Linked DNA regions of Triticum aestivum: region 2 is linked to region 1. Evidence: chromatin contacts called from public Hi-C data. All regions are on one chromosome and are shown on one strand. The core of a region is the stretch at or near the end of the contact, and the rest is flanking DNA. Distances in the headings are between cores, read along the strand shown. Region 1 holds the start of LOC123092720. Region 2 holds the start of LOC123092721 (protein CHAPERONE-LIKE PROTEIN OF POR1, chloroplastic).

Region 1 (6,980 bases), core at 2,885-5,384:
TTACCACCTAGGGACCGACAAGGGGAGGGTTGTGTCTATCAATCAATGCAAAGGCCGAGGGCTTTCCTCCATGGAAAAAAAGGAAGCGACAAGGGCAGGTCATGGAACATAAGTCAAAGGAAACCCATACCAGTTTTCTCATAGTTTTATCCATACTGAATTTCCCATATTCCATCTTACTCCTTTCCTCTTTCTTAAACAAGTAGAATTGCTCCCACTCAAAAGTGGAACTACTTGGATCGAAAACATGATATATGGAGTGGTCATGATGAACACAATGACCTAAGGCTAGAGAATTGGTGTGCAAACTTACAAACTAAACAGCGACACTGGAGTCCCATCAAAAGGAAAAAAAACAGCTACACTGAAAAAGGTAATGGACTAAACTGTCAATTAGCAGCCTGTGGTGAGGAATCATAAATTTATATTATTTTGTGCGTGACATATGCGAACCTCTGAAGCTAACGTCAACCTATCATTAACTAGACCAAATGGAAACATTAGATTTTCTTCTTTCAAAATTACTGTAACATGGATGATACTTCTTTGCTGGGAACATAAAGTTATAAATATTTATTCCGTAATCAGTACAAGAAAATGGAATCTAACCAGCAGAAGCTCCAGGTGAATTCCTCGACAAAGGCATGTATAGCGTCAGAGGTATAGCAGGAATAGCAACTGTAGTTTCTTCAGAATGTCCATGGTAGGTTGAATGATTTCCCTGTGTTGCCCGACTCGAAGTGCTATTCTGCAATTAAAACTAAAAATAAGAACCTTGTAACCCAATAAGAAATATCAAATGCTGTGGAGAATATCTCTGAAACAGATGAGGAGGTTGGCAGGGTAACCTGATATTTCTCAGGACAGCCCTCCTTTCTGTTCTCAGCATGCAAATAAGAACATTCTGATCCATGCCTGCCTTGTCTCCCTGTTGATAGAACATGCAACAGTTGTTATAAACAGAAGAGTTCATAAGCAATAAGTTACTGGATGAATTGATAGCATCTTATACATGGTGTATTTACCACTTGAGGTGAAAGCACATGATGAAGGATGATTGTTATCAGAATTAGCTAAGCCTGAATCAGTCAACAGGTTGGTAGGAATGAACATTAGTTTGGAGGTAGACTCTTGAAACATCGTGAGCTGCGAAGGTATTGTTTTCTGTTTGGCCACATCTGAACATTGCGAAGCACTCATAGTTTTCATCTGTACGACCTTATGTTTACTTTCACTACCAGAAACTCCACGGTGCGGCATTATTGGATGACAACTTTTGACTTGAGCAACCTTCTCTGCCGCCTCCTTCAAGGCAGACATCGCCACATGGTAAATTTCTTCTGTGACTGATCCCTCTTTTGCAAATTTTATAGCCTCCTGACATAATTTGTTGTAAAGTACAGTGAGTGAATCTGTAGAATTACATTGAATCCCTGCACTATATTCCTCAACCTTCGCTTCATCAGGATCTGAACTCTTTGCAGCAGATTCAGCATTTTCTCCAGAAGTAATGTTCGATGTACTAGGGGCCTGTTTAGAAGATAATAACGAATGATTATGCTCCTTCTCAAATTTAGACACCATCCATTTTCCAGAGTTCATCTTTTTCACTACAATCATAGCTTTGCAACCAACTCTAGTTATCATTCTTGGGCGCTTCGTTTTTCCTTCGTCTGTGATCTCTTTCTTGGCTCGAACTTCACGGAAGCCTTCTTTGGAGCACACAATCTGACGAGAAATGATTGAATTATCACGCCTTGAACGGCAATACCTGCTAATACGTGCACGAAAACCATTTAGCCTCGCATAATTTATATAGAACAATTTTGCGGCTTCTTCAGAATCAAATTCCATACCCTCAACCGGCTCGTCAACAGGGTTTACCTCAGTAGAATGTGGCTTTTCAATTGGATTAAGATCCTGATGTGCTGACCTAATATCAAGTTTTCTTGGTGGAACTGATCCATGATTATGGGTTTTTACAAATTTAGTAACTACCCATTTGCCAGGACCAATTTTTTTTATCATTATCATAGCCTTGCAACCAACTCTAGTACCTGTCCGCTCTTGCTGTTTTTGGTCAGGGTGGAGGCCTTCACAGTTACGCGTTTCATGAAATCCCTCCTTTGAGCATACAATACGACGAGAAATGATTGAATTATCACGTCTGGAGCGGGTATACCTGCTAATCCGAATTCGAAAACCTGCATGTCTTGCATACAAGCTGTAAAATTCCCTTGCAGCATCTTCAGACTCAAATTCCATACCTTCGCGAGGTGTTAATTCTGTATCATCTTCATGTCCAATTATATTTTCTACTTCTGATGGTTCATTTGATGAAATCTCCATAGCAGTAAAGGCTCTGTGAAGTCCGGTTAAAGCATGATTTTGGTCATTGTCTCGCTTTGACTCAAATTCTTCTGATTAATGCACCTTCCATAACCAGTATTGGCCGTCACAAATCTATGTCGATTTTCTTCAGCTTGTCTTTTCTATATATTTGAAAATCCCCAATGTGGCATCTTAGTAAAGATCATTGTGCTCCACGGCAGTCCAGCTATGGCCCTACCTTCAAACTTGTTCACATGGTACGCAGAGTGCAGAACTGTATAATGATCTAAAGTTAGATGATATAATCACATAGTGCAGCAAGCAGGATTGTCATTGTATCTTGATAAGGAAAGATGTAAATGACTCAACATCTCTGACAACTTTGTTCAAACACCAGTAAGCAAATAGGGCTAAGTGAAAGGTATCAAAAAAGTCATCTAGGAAGTACAAGAACAGAAGCCAGGCATCTTTTAATCAGAGTTAACCACAGGATCAGGTGACTGAGTTCATTGCTACCATAATGTGATAATCATTCAGAAAACGTGTGGGGCTAGAGCATTAGCCCATTTCAAAGAGCTACTCCACATCATGACTACTCTTAAGACATCTTGATGATGCAATGTTGCATAGGTAAGCTGAAGCACTTCGTTGCACTCTCAGAATTTGAATTTGAATACCAAGCAAAATTTTCCTAATAATTGCAAAAAGTAGTACTCCCTCCGATCCAAATTAATTGACGCAAGCTCTATATAATCAGCCTATAACATGTATTAACACTGTCAATTAATTTGAACCGGAAGGAGTATACTTTTACCATTCAGAATTTGAATACTTTGTCATAAATGTCAGTCGCTTATTAAAAAACCGAGTTAGGTATTCAAAGTTTCTGTTAAACGGTTTCAGTTTAAGCCACATGGTTCTAAGTTGAGTATGACTTCTGGTAGACTTGTCTAGGAAACTTATCACAGGTAAAAAGACAGCCTTGGCACCATTTTTCTCCTTCTATTCCTTGGAGTTTTTGAGCCCCTTTTCTCCTTTTATGGAACTTTGTACTATTGACTGTTTACTTTCATTGATGACAGCGCTAACAAGGACCCGCACTAGTAACTGTCTAATATGAACCTTACTCTGGTACACAAGCCAAAATAGGACGTGATCCTCCGGCACAGCCGCCGCGCCAAAGTTCTTATGGACAAACACGGAACTGATCGAACACTCAAAACTGTTCTAATGATTGAGTCCATGCGCGGCACCAGAAATTTCCACTTATAGGCATGCATGAAACGCAGGTACATATCACGCATAAAGCAAGAAAGCGATTAGCTTCAGCCCAGATAAGCAGAAAAGCAACATCGCTCCAGAACTAGAACAGCAACATCAGAATAAAAGTAAAAAACAGAAAGCCTTTTTATGTGGAGGAACTCGGCACGCACCTGGACAAGTATTGCTCCCGATAATCCCTAAACCAGCGCAAGAAAACCGATGAGCGAGGAACCAAGAAACGAACAGCCCGAGCGGCTGCACGGGTGGATACGACAGGTGGTGGGGGCGGTCAAATCGAACCCAGGCGCGACGACCAAATCAGTACGGAACGCCAGGAAGGAGAAGGAGAGGAAGAAGAAGCGCGGAAGGGAGGAGAGGGGTTAGGCGTGGAGAAGTCGCGGCGACTGCTCATCGTTAGCATTAGGGAAAGGGATCACCGGTGGAATTAGTGGGGATGGATGAGAATTCGGGAAGAATTTTTTGATTAAAGAAAGGAGGCGGCCGGGACGCGAGTGGGGGAGGGAGGGAGGGAGGGAGACGGCGGCGAAGGTGGTGGTGGTGGTGGATGAGGCCGGATCTTCGGAGGGCGAAACGGACGGCGGAGAGTCGAGCGCGCGGGAGTGGCGGAGGGCGGGGATCTCGAGATGTTCCTGCGTATCCGGCCGCCCAACGGCCCAACCGTCCAAGTGGATAAATAACTCACGGTGAGGCGGGCCGTGATGCTTACGTGGGGGCGGGGACCCACTACCAGGGAGACATTTCTTGGGCTGTTTGCGCCGGTGAGGGATTGGATGAGCGTCGCTGCAGCGTCCCTGTCGGAGCATTTCCAGCCGCGCCCCCAACACAGCCCCTCAGTCGATTTTTCGCGCCGGCGCTGAAAGAATGGTCCGGTCGTGTCCATAGGAGCACGTTTTTCACCGGGTTGAGCCGAAATTAGCGCCGGCGGACCCAGACCGAACCCGGCGCGCTGGAGGGCGTCCGGGGACGCCGGGGCGAGCGATTTTGGCGCGAAAGAGCCGCAGGCCCGCCGAGTCAGCGACGCGTGCCTCGTCGTCCTCGAAACGCCTCGGTTTCCCGCGTGAAATCAATGGCAAAGATGCCGCCGGTCACCTTTGCCATTGATTCCTCATCACGGGCGGCGCGGCGACGCCTCCCCTCCCGCCACATGTACACACGACGCGGGGCTATAAAACCAATGCCTCCCCCTCGCCTCTGGCCACACCAGCCCACAGCCGCCCGCCGACCTCCGCCGAGCTCTCTCCTCTCTCCCAAGCCCATCTGATGGCCGCGCGATTCCCCGACGACGCAGCGGCGGCCAACGGCTTCGGCCGCCGCTCGCTCCACGAGTGGGAGGCTGATAACCCACAAGTGTAGGGGATCGCAACAACTTTCGAGGGTGAAGTACAACCCAAATTTATTGATTCGACACAAGGGGAGCCAAATAATATTCTTGAGTATTAGCAGTTGAGTTGTCAATTCAACCACACCTGGATAACTTAGTATCTGCAGCAAAGTATTTAGTAGCAAGAGTGGTATGATAGTAATGGTAACAGTAGCAACAGAAAAGGTAAATGTTTTTGGGTTTTTGTAGTAGTTGTAACAGTAGCAACGGAAAAGTAAATAAGCGAAGAATAATATGTGAAAAGCTCGTAGGCAATGGATCAGTGATGGATAATTATGCCGGATGCGATTCCTCATGCAATAGTTATAATATAGGGTGACACAGAACTAGTTCCAATTCATCAATGTAATGTAGGCATGTATTCCGTAAATAGTCATACATGCTTATGGAAAATAACTTGGATGACATCTTTTGTCCTACCCTCCCATGACAGCGGGGTCCTAGTGGAAACTAAGGGATATTAAGGCCTCCTTTTAATAGAGAATCAGACCAAAGCATTAACACATAGTGAATACATGAACTCCTCAAACTACGGTCATCACCGAGAAGTATCCTGATTATTGTCACTTCAGGGTTGTCGGATCATAACACATAATAGGTGACTATAGACTTGCAAGATAGGATCAAGAACACACATATATTCAAGAAAACATAATAGGTTCAGATCTGAAATCATGGCACTCGGGCCCTCGTGATAAGCATTAAGCATAGCAAAGTCATAGCAACATCAATCTCAGAACATAGTGGATACTAGGGATCAAACCCTAACAAACTAACTTGATTACATGGTAAATCTCATCCAACCCATCACCGTCCAGCAAGCCTACGATGGAATTACTCACGCACGGCGGTGAGCATTATGAAATTGGTGATGGAGGATGGTTAATGATGACGACGACGACGAATCCCCCTCTCTGAAGCCCCGAAGGGACTCCAGATCAGCCCTCCCGAGAGAGATTAGGGCTTGGCGGCGGCTCCGTGTTGTGAAACACGATGAAACTTTCTCCCTGATTTTTTTCTCCCTGAGACGGTATATATTGTTGGGGAATGTAGTAATTTCAAAAAAATTTCCTACGTACACGCAAGATCATGGTGATGGCATAGCAACGAGAGGGGAGAATGTCCGTCCACGTACCCTCGTAGACCGTAAGCGGAAGCGTTATGACAACGCGGTTGATATAGTCGTACGTCTTCATGATCCGACCGATCCAAGCACCGAACGTACGGCACCTCCGAGTTCAGCACACGTTCAGCTCGATGACGATCCCCGGGCTCCGATCCAGCAAAGTTTCGGGGATGAGTTCCGTCAGCACGACGGCGTGGTGATGATGATGATGCTCTACCGGCGCAGGGCTTCGCCTAAACTCCGCGACGATATGACCGAGGTGGGATATGGTGGAGGGGGCACCGCACACGGCTAAGGAACGATCCATAGATCAACTTGTGTGTTATGGGGTGCCCCCCTGCCCCCGTATATAAAGGAGGAAGGGGGAGGTGCGGCCGGCCCCCTTGGGGTGCGCCTGGAGGAGTCCTACTCCCACCGGGAGTAGGACTCCCCCCTCTTGCCTTGGTGGAGAAGGAAAGGGGGGAGGGGAAAGAGGAAAGGGGGGCGCCGCCCCCCCCCCTTCCTTGTCCTATTCGGACTAGGGGGGAGGGGGCGCGCGGCCTGCCCTGTCCGGCCCTCCTCTTCTCCATCATGGCCCACTAAGGCCCATTAACCCCCGGGAGGGTTCCGGTAACCCCACGGTGTTCCGGTAAAATCCCGATTTCACCCGGAACCTTTCCGATGTCCAAACATAGGCTTCCAATATATCAATCTTTATGTCTCGACCATTTCGAGACTCCTCGTCATGTCCGTGATCACATCCGGGACTCCGAACAAACTTCGGTACATCAAAACTTATAAACTCATAATAAAACTGTCATCGTAACGTTAAGCGTGCGGACCCTACGGGTTCGAGAACTATGTAGACATGACCTAGAA
Region 2 (6,590 bases), core at 660-3,159, 360 kb after region 1:
GAAATTTAATGAACATTTGTCTTGAAAATGGATGAACTTTTTTCTATTTATGAACTTTTTTTCCAGTTCCATGAACTTTTTTCAATTCCTATGAACTTTTTTCAAATTGAATGAACTTTTGATAAATTGGATGAACATTTTTTTTCAATTCGAATGAACTTTTTTTCAAATTGATGAACTTTTGAAAAATTTATGAACCTTTTTTAAAGATATGAACATATTTTTTCAAATGGATGAACTTTTTTCTTTAAATCTGTAAACCTTTCTTCATTTCATATTTTTATTTTCGTAAAGAAAACTAAAAAAAACTTAGGGCAGCAAGCTAGTGGGCCGGCCCATGCTAGCAGCGCTGCAGGCGCCGGATCGTTAACGGGCGCCTGCAGGCGCTGTATAGGAGCTCCCTGTTTTTCACGCCATAAGTACAATTTTCACTGCCCTGCGTGTTTTATGGGCCGGCCCACTAGCGTGCTGCAGTGTAGGCGCCGGTTGCGTCTACGGACGCATAAGGCGCCGTATAGCGAAATCACTAATTAAGGAGTACTCCTTGCAGAGATTACTTCAACTTTTTCAGGTTGCGACAAGTGGTGCACTGCATGTGCGCCACTTATTGCAACCTGGGTGTTTTTTCTTTTTTCATAGATTCATTTATTCAAAACGTTTTATCTTTTAAAATGTGCGTCCAAATCTCGAACCGCTTTCGTCGTTGGATTCCTCGCGTCGAGATCTTCAAAATTAGATCCATGTTGATAGGTTTTGACGAACTATTTTTCACGAAAAAATCGGACGAAAAAACCCAACGAAAAAACCGAACCGGAAACACGGGTTTTTTCTCTTTTCGAAAGAGGCACGTCCGTGCCTCTGACGAAATCACAATCGTGCCTCTCGCGGAAGCAAAACCATGCCTCTCGTGAAAAAAAAAGAAAACAAGTTTTTTTTCCTTTTCGAAAGAGGCACGCCCGTGCCTCTCGCGAAAGCACAACCGTGCCTCTCGCGGAAGCAAAACTGTGCCTCTCGCGAAAGAATAAAAAACAGAAAACGCGTTTTTTCCCTTTTCGAAAGAGACACGCCCGTGCCTCTCGCAAAAGCACAACCGTGCGTCTCGCGGAAGCAAAACTGTGCCTCTCGCGAAAGAAAAAATAACAGAAAACATGTTTTTTTTACTTTTCGAAAGAGGCACAACCGCGCCTCTCGCGAAAGCACAACCGCGCCTCTCGCGGAAGCAAAACCGTGCCTCTCGCGGAAGAAAAAAAACCAGAAAACGTGTTTTTTTTCCGTTTCCGAGGAGGCACGGCCGTGACTCTCGCGAAAGCGCAACCGTACCTCTCGCGGAAACAAAATCGTGCCTCTCGCAAAAGAAAAAGAAACAGAAAACATATTTTTTTCCGTTTCCAAGAGGCACAGCCGTGCCTCTCGCGAAAGCACAACTATGCCTCTCGCAAAAACAAACCGTGACTCTCACGAAAAAATCCAATTTTTTTGCGCAAAAAAATTATTTTTTTCGATTTTTTTTGTCGAAAAGCTAGGAAAGACCGATGGAAAACCAAAACGTCAAAAAAAAACAAAACAAAAACGTTTAAAAAGCTGAAACCGCGTGCGGAAAAATAAAAAAAAATCTTGAGGGAGCGTCCAGAGCGCGACACGTGGCGAATAGCTGAGAACGCGCCAAGTGGCGCTGATTGTTGCGAGCTCCCGAAGGAGTGCTCGTTAATTAGTTGCTCCCGTCGTATAGGACCTCTGCTCGTAAAGAAAATAAAACCGTGTTCCTGCGCGCTGGGCCTGGCCCATTACGGGGAATCGTCGCGCCCGTTTCAGTTTGGCAAAAGAAAAAGTGTGAGAAGGCCCAGTGTGGTCTTCCCCTTCGTTTCCGGCCCGCTGGTCCGCCGAGTTCGGCCATGGTATCCATCTCTCCCCCCCGGCCCCCGTACCTTGCGTTCCCCCACCACCCCCACCGTCTGCTCCGCCACCTTATCCAAGGAGGCGGCCTCCTCCGACGCCGCTCCCCGTCCGCCGGACGCACTGCTCACCTCGTCGGTAAGGTCCTCGCCTCGCCTCCCTCCCCCACCGTTTCGCCGTTTCCCGTGCGACGCCGTCATCAAACGCCGAGATGCACGAAATCAGAGGAAGACCGTTGACGGCAACAATTTCTAACCCTAGCCGTTGTCTTCTCAAGTTTCCGCCGCCGCCGCCTATCTTCCTGCCGCCCCCGTGTTTGCCTCCATGGCACCACCCTATTGACGTCTTCGACGAGGACGTCCGCCACTGGGCCGCCGGTTGCCCTTGCTGTCGCAGTCCCTTCCTACGAGGCAAGGCCGCGGGACGCTACTGCCCCTGCCCCTGTATTGCCTCGATTTCCTTCACCCAGGCCGGCGACGCCACCGAGGATCTCGTCCTCCCTCACTGAATGGATGCTATGGTCCGATTTCGCTGCAGATTGGCTTGACTGTAGAATTTTAATAGTTGAATCCACTTTGCTTTAATTCCATTGCCAAAAATTATGTTGCCATCTGCTACGGTGCTCTGTCAAGCTCAACTTTGGCCAAGTCCATATCTGGCCTGTCCCGAGGCTCGCACCAAGCCCCCACCCCGGCTCGCTTGGGTTCTGCTCGTTGACAGGCCTGCTGCTTGCTGTGTGGCAGCTGCGCCGTCCAGTTATCGCGGGTCCAATGCTTTAGGTTAGCTGCGGTATTGCTGTTGCTTTAAGTGCAGTCAGCTGCTTTGTCTAGGAGAGTAAATGATTTGTGTGCCACACGAATCGTGGAGATGTACTTTCTTAGTCTCTCTATGTTGATTTCACAAACTTGCAGAACTGTTTATGCAGAAAATTCTAGTGGGACGGTGTGCCTTGTGTTCTTATGTTTTAGGTTTGTCGGAATCCTTGATTCGTTAGCTTCGATGGTTCGTTTACCGCTGCTTGCTTGATGTTTTATTGCCTACTTATTCCACTGTTTGCATATTCTGGTGCTTAAAATGTATAACAACTGAGCATCAATTTTGGGTGGTAACCTCTGTAGAACAGAAGTATTTCGTGTTTACTTAATGCCAATTCGGGGTTGGTTTCATGTTTACTTAATGTTAATTTATTGTCTATACAGGACAAAGTAGTTTAGTTCAAGTATAGAGATTATGCTTACGAAGAACATCACAAAGGATACCCTAGAGATGATTCAAATTTAACTGAAGTGACACATGTAGCATATTGGATATAGCGGGAGTGCGGGACTACAAAATAGCAGAATTATAGTGATCAGTATAGTGGCTTTAATGGTTGCAGCTGTGATCATGGATTTTAATTCAATCACATAGCGTTTATGTCCGAAAAAATAACTGGCCGTTTAAATCACTGCTTGTGGCGTTGATTTGTTTCGGAGCAAGCATCAAAGTGCTGACTCATATTGTTATTGTACTTCTCCTTCTCCTGTTTTCTTTACTAATTTTGTATGTCCTGTTATTTGTTTTGCCTAGGAGGGTGAAATATCCTTGGTTCAGGTTGTTCAGCTATATCTTGAGATGTTGGCGCATGGTCTAGCAAGCAATCCCTTGAGGGCTACTCGATCTCCACTTACTCCGAGGGCGTCAAGTGCACCCCTGGGACTCGTCTCTTCATTGGGATTCAACAGGGGGCGTAAGGAAAATGTAAAACTTTTTGTCAATGTTGATAGGTATAATACTTATACTTCTTCTGACCTCACCATCAAAGAATTAATCTAGTTTACAATGTGACAAGAAGCCTTACTACAGCCCTTCAATGCAGATACACAAAATATAATGCTCCTTCCATTACACAGCGATGTTCCAGAATATCACCATTTGCATCTGCATCCTTTGGTGACATGGCGGACTCTTCAAATCGTAAGTTTATAGCTGCGTATGTATATGACAACAAAAACATCACATGATAGTGTCTTTAGATGTTATTAGTTATTTCTCGTTGTATTCAATTATAGTAATACTGAAGTAGAACTAATAAGGAACAACTGACTCGTGTGCATCTCAGATTACCACTTTGCTTTTCATGCATGATTGATCTTAGACGGTATTATGGTAACATGTAGGCATCAAATGACATTGTTGGCCAGGGTATCTCTTTGGGACATGTTACACATGTACATCATCACATGCATGCTAAGAGAGATCAGTAGTGCTAAAATCACCCACATCAGTCATTAACTCATTTTCTTTTCTATGCTTATTGTATGAAAAATCAAATCTGCTGATATTTATATTGATTCTGTTGATTGAACTACTCCCTCCGATCCATATTACTTGTCGCTGCTTTAGTACACCTTTATACTGCTTAACCTCTAGAATTCTTTCATGATTAACCTCTAGAATTCTTTTTAACTGCTTTGTTCTTCAGCCATTTTTCCTAGAATCCATGTGAAGGATCCGTATCAACGGCTTGGAATCAGCAAGGAAGCATCTGAAGAAGAAATTCGAGCTGCCAGGAACTTTCTCATAAGCAAGTATGCAGGGCATAAGCCAAGTGTTGATGCAATTGAGTCTGCGCATGACAAAATCATCATGCAGAGTTTCTTTGATAGAAAAAAACCAAAAGTGGATCTCAAGAAAAAATTTAGGGAACTTAGTCAGTCACGTCCAGTCAAGGCTGTTCAGGGCAGATTTTACACGCCATCTAACAAATTTATTTGGAAGACAGCGATTACTTTTGTCTTGCTTGGAGTGCTTACCCTTGTTTTCCCTACTGAAGAAGGTCCAACTCTCCAGGTCTTAATCTCTTGTGCGGCAAATATCTATTTCCTTTATCAGCGGCTTAAAAGTGGATGGAAATCATTCTTTTATGGGTATACTTTCTTCCCCTTCCATTGTTTTGTTTCTACCTTTGGGTTGTTAAGGATATAACTGCTTAGTAGTTGATTAGTTATGTACAGTACTAGTGTTTGCTTTGAGCTATGATGCTCTGAATCAGCATATAGACATTTTGTGCACATTCCAAATCCGAACATGATACTGGAGCCAGATAACCAAATCTCAAAGCTTCATGGTGGCCACTGTTAGTTAATTGCTATCTTCACCGCCAGGACAAATATCTATCTCCTGATAGTGGTGCCAGTAAATAGAGTTCCACAAATTGCTTAGATTGTTATTTTTTTGTTCTTGGTGCTATATGTGATCATTACTTTGATAGACATCGATCAGTGTGATGGATGCAGCATGTGTTTATAGGAGTTATTTGATTAATGCTGGATTGTTTTAAAGCTTATCATTTATAGCCTAGTAATAAAGATTACGAAGCAGAATGCAACAGTGTTGGGCTCCACATTTTATTTCAGTCAGGTAGAGTTTTGTAGTCTCTATTAGATTGTCATTTTCTCTTATTGGTGCTTTGTGATTATTAACACTGTAGGTATAGTCTGCTAAATTTTTTTAATGAGTTTTAAGGTTGAGTACTGGGGGCCATTCGCTAGCTGTTGACCATATGTGCTACAAATACTATATTGCTCTAGAAACATGTTTGCAGATCAGATGTGAACTAGGAGTAGGACTGAACAACACATTTGCATATTAGAAATCCATGGACTAGGAGTAGGCATCCAAAATTCAGAATGCGTTTTTCTGCTGCTAGCCGAGTAGATCGAGTTCAGGTGCTAGTCACAACTAGTCAAGTGAATCATTGATGCTCTTTTGAGATTTACAGAGGACGTAGGGTCTGGTTTCGAGAAATGAATTGGTATGATCAGTTGCTGATGCTAAGTCTGCTCTGTTATTTCAGGTTCGGCTCCTTCTTTGCTTCCTGGTTTCTTGCCACATTCTTGATGGTATCGGTAATTCCGCCTATACTGCCTGGTCCAAGAAACTTGGAAGTGAGCACGGCATGTGTTGCTTACGCATTCCTTTTTGTATCATCAACCTTCCTGAAGTAGCGAATGTTTGTTTTTTCAATTTCCTATGCTAAAGCCCTTAGCCTTGCAGCAGTCGGTATGGTCCTCTCCTGCTTCCAATAGCTTTATCTCAGGGGTGGAAATGACAGTCCTTTGCTGAGTTTCTGTCTAGTATATACATCAGTTTGTAATGTGTGACATAGATCTTTTTTGCCCTGGCCCGCGTGTAGGCATTTTCATTGCTGTATTAAATACAGTTCGTTTTTTGGATAGATCATAAGATACTGACATAAATGGCTATGTGGATCAAAACACTTATTTTCTTTCGGGTCTCAACATCGGTGCTGTACAGTTCAATTCGCAATCCCTTATTATTTATTGCTTTTCAAGTCTCAACCGTCCGGATTGCGTTTGCTAAGATGGCAACTGAAGGAATATCTTAGGTTGTTATGCCTGCTCTGATCTGATCCTGGCAGCTATGAGTTGTTGGGCCTGCTTTGTCGTTTGATAATTGTTGGTGATGCTTTGATTGGCCATCACGGACGAGCTTTGAAGCCCGTGACATAAAGCCAGCGGGAATTCACAGGTCAGTCCATGCTACTAATAGTACCGGTGGGGCTTTACTATTCGCAGACTATTATCAATTGCTTGATCTGGTCTGTGTAAGCATGATGCGTCTCTGGCACACAGTTGCTAATGGGCGATTACACATGGCCCAGGAATAGGGAAGTACGGAGTACTAATATCCTG

The links. A called contact is a pair of places that touch in the nucleus more often than the background predicts.
Region 2: a contact with region 1 is called in a Hi-C map of leaf, with 6 times the contacts expected there. The contact joins the promoter of LOC123092721 here to the promoter of LOC123092720 in region 1. A contact is called at or near these places in 3 of 5 Hi-C or Micro-C datasets (all in leaf).

The regions. Positions count from the first base shown.
Region 1 is chr4B:462,494,384-462,501,363 of IWGSC CS RefSeq v2.1, forward strand. It overlaps LOC123092720, which reads right to left and starts at 4,135. Exons shown (of 5, transcript XM_044514541.1): 1 at 3,765-4,135; 2 at 1,026-2,605; 3 at 849-928; 4 at 610-748. The coding sequence starts at 2,349.
Region 2 is chr4B:462,854,443-462,861,032 of IWGSC CS RefSeq v2.1, forward strand. LOC123092721 (protein CHAPERONE-LIKE PROTEIN OF POR1, chloroplastic) reads left to right here and starts at 1,910. Exons shown (of 5, transcript XM_044514543.1): 1 at 1,910-2,031; 2 at 3,463-3,659; 3 at 3,752-3,849; 4 at 4,358-4,802; 5 at 5,732-6,176. The coding sequence starts at 3,508. The coding sequence ends at 5,882.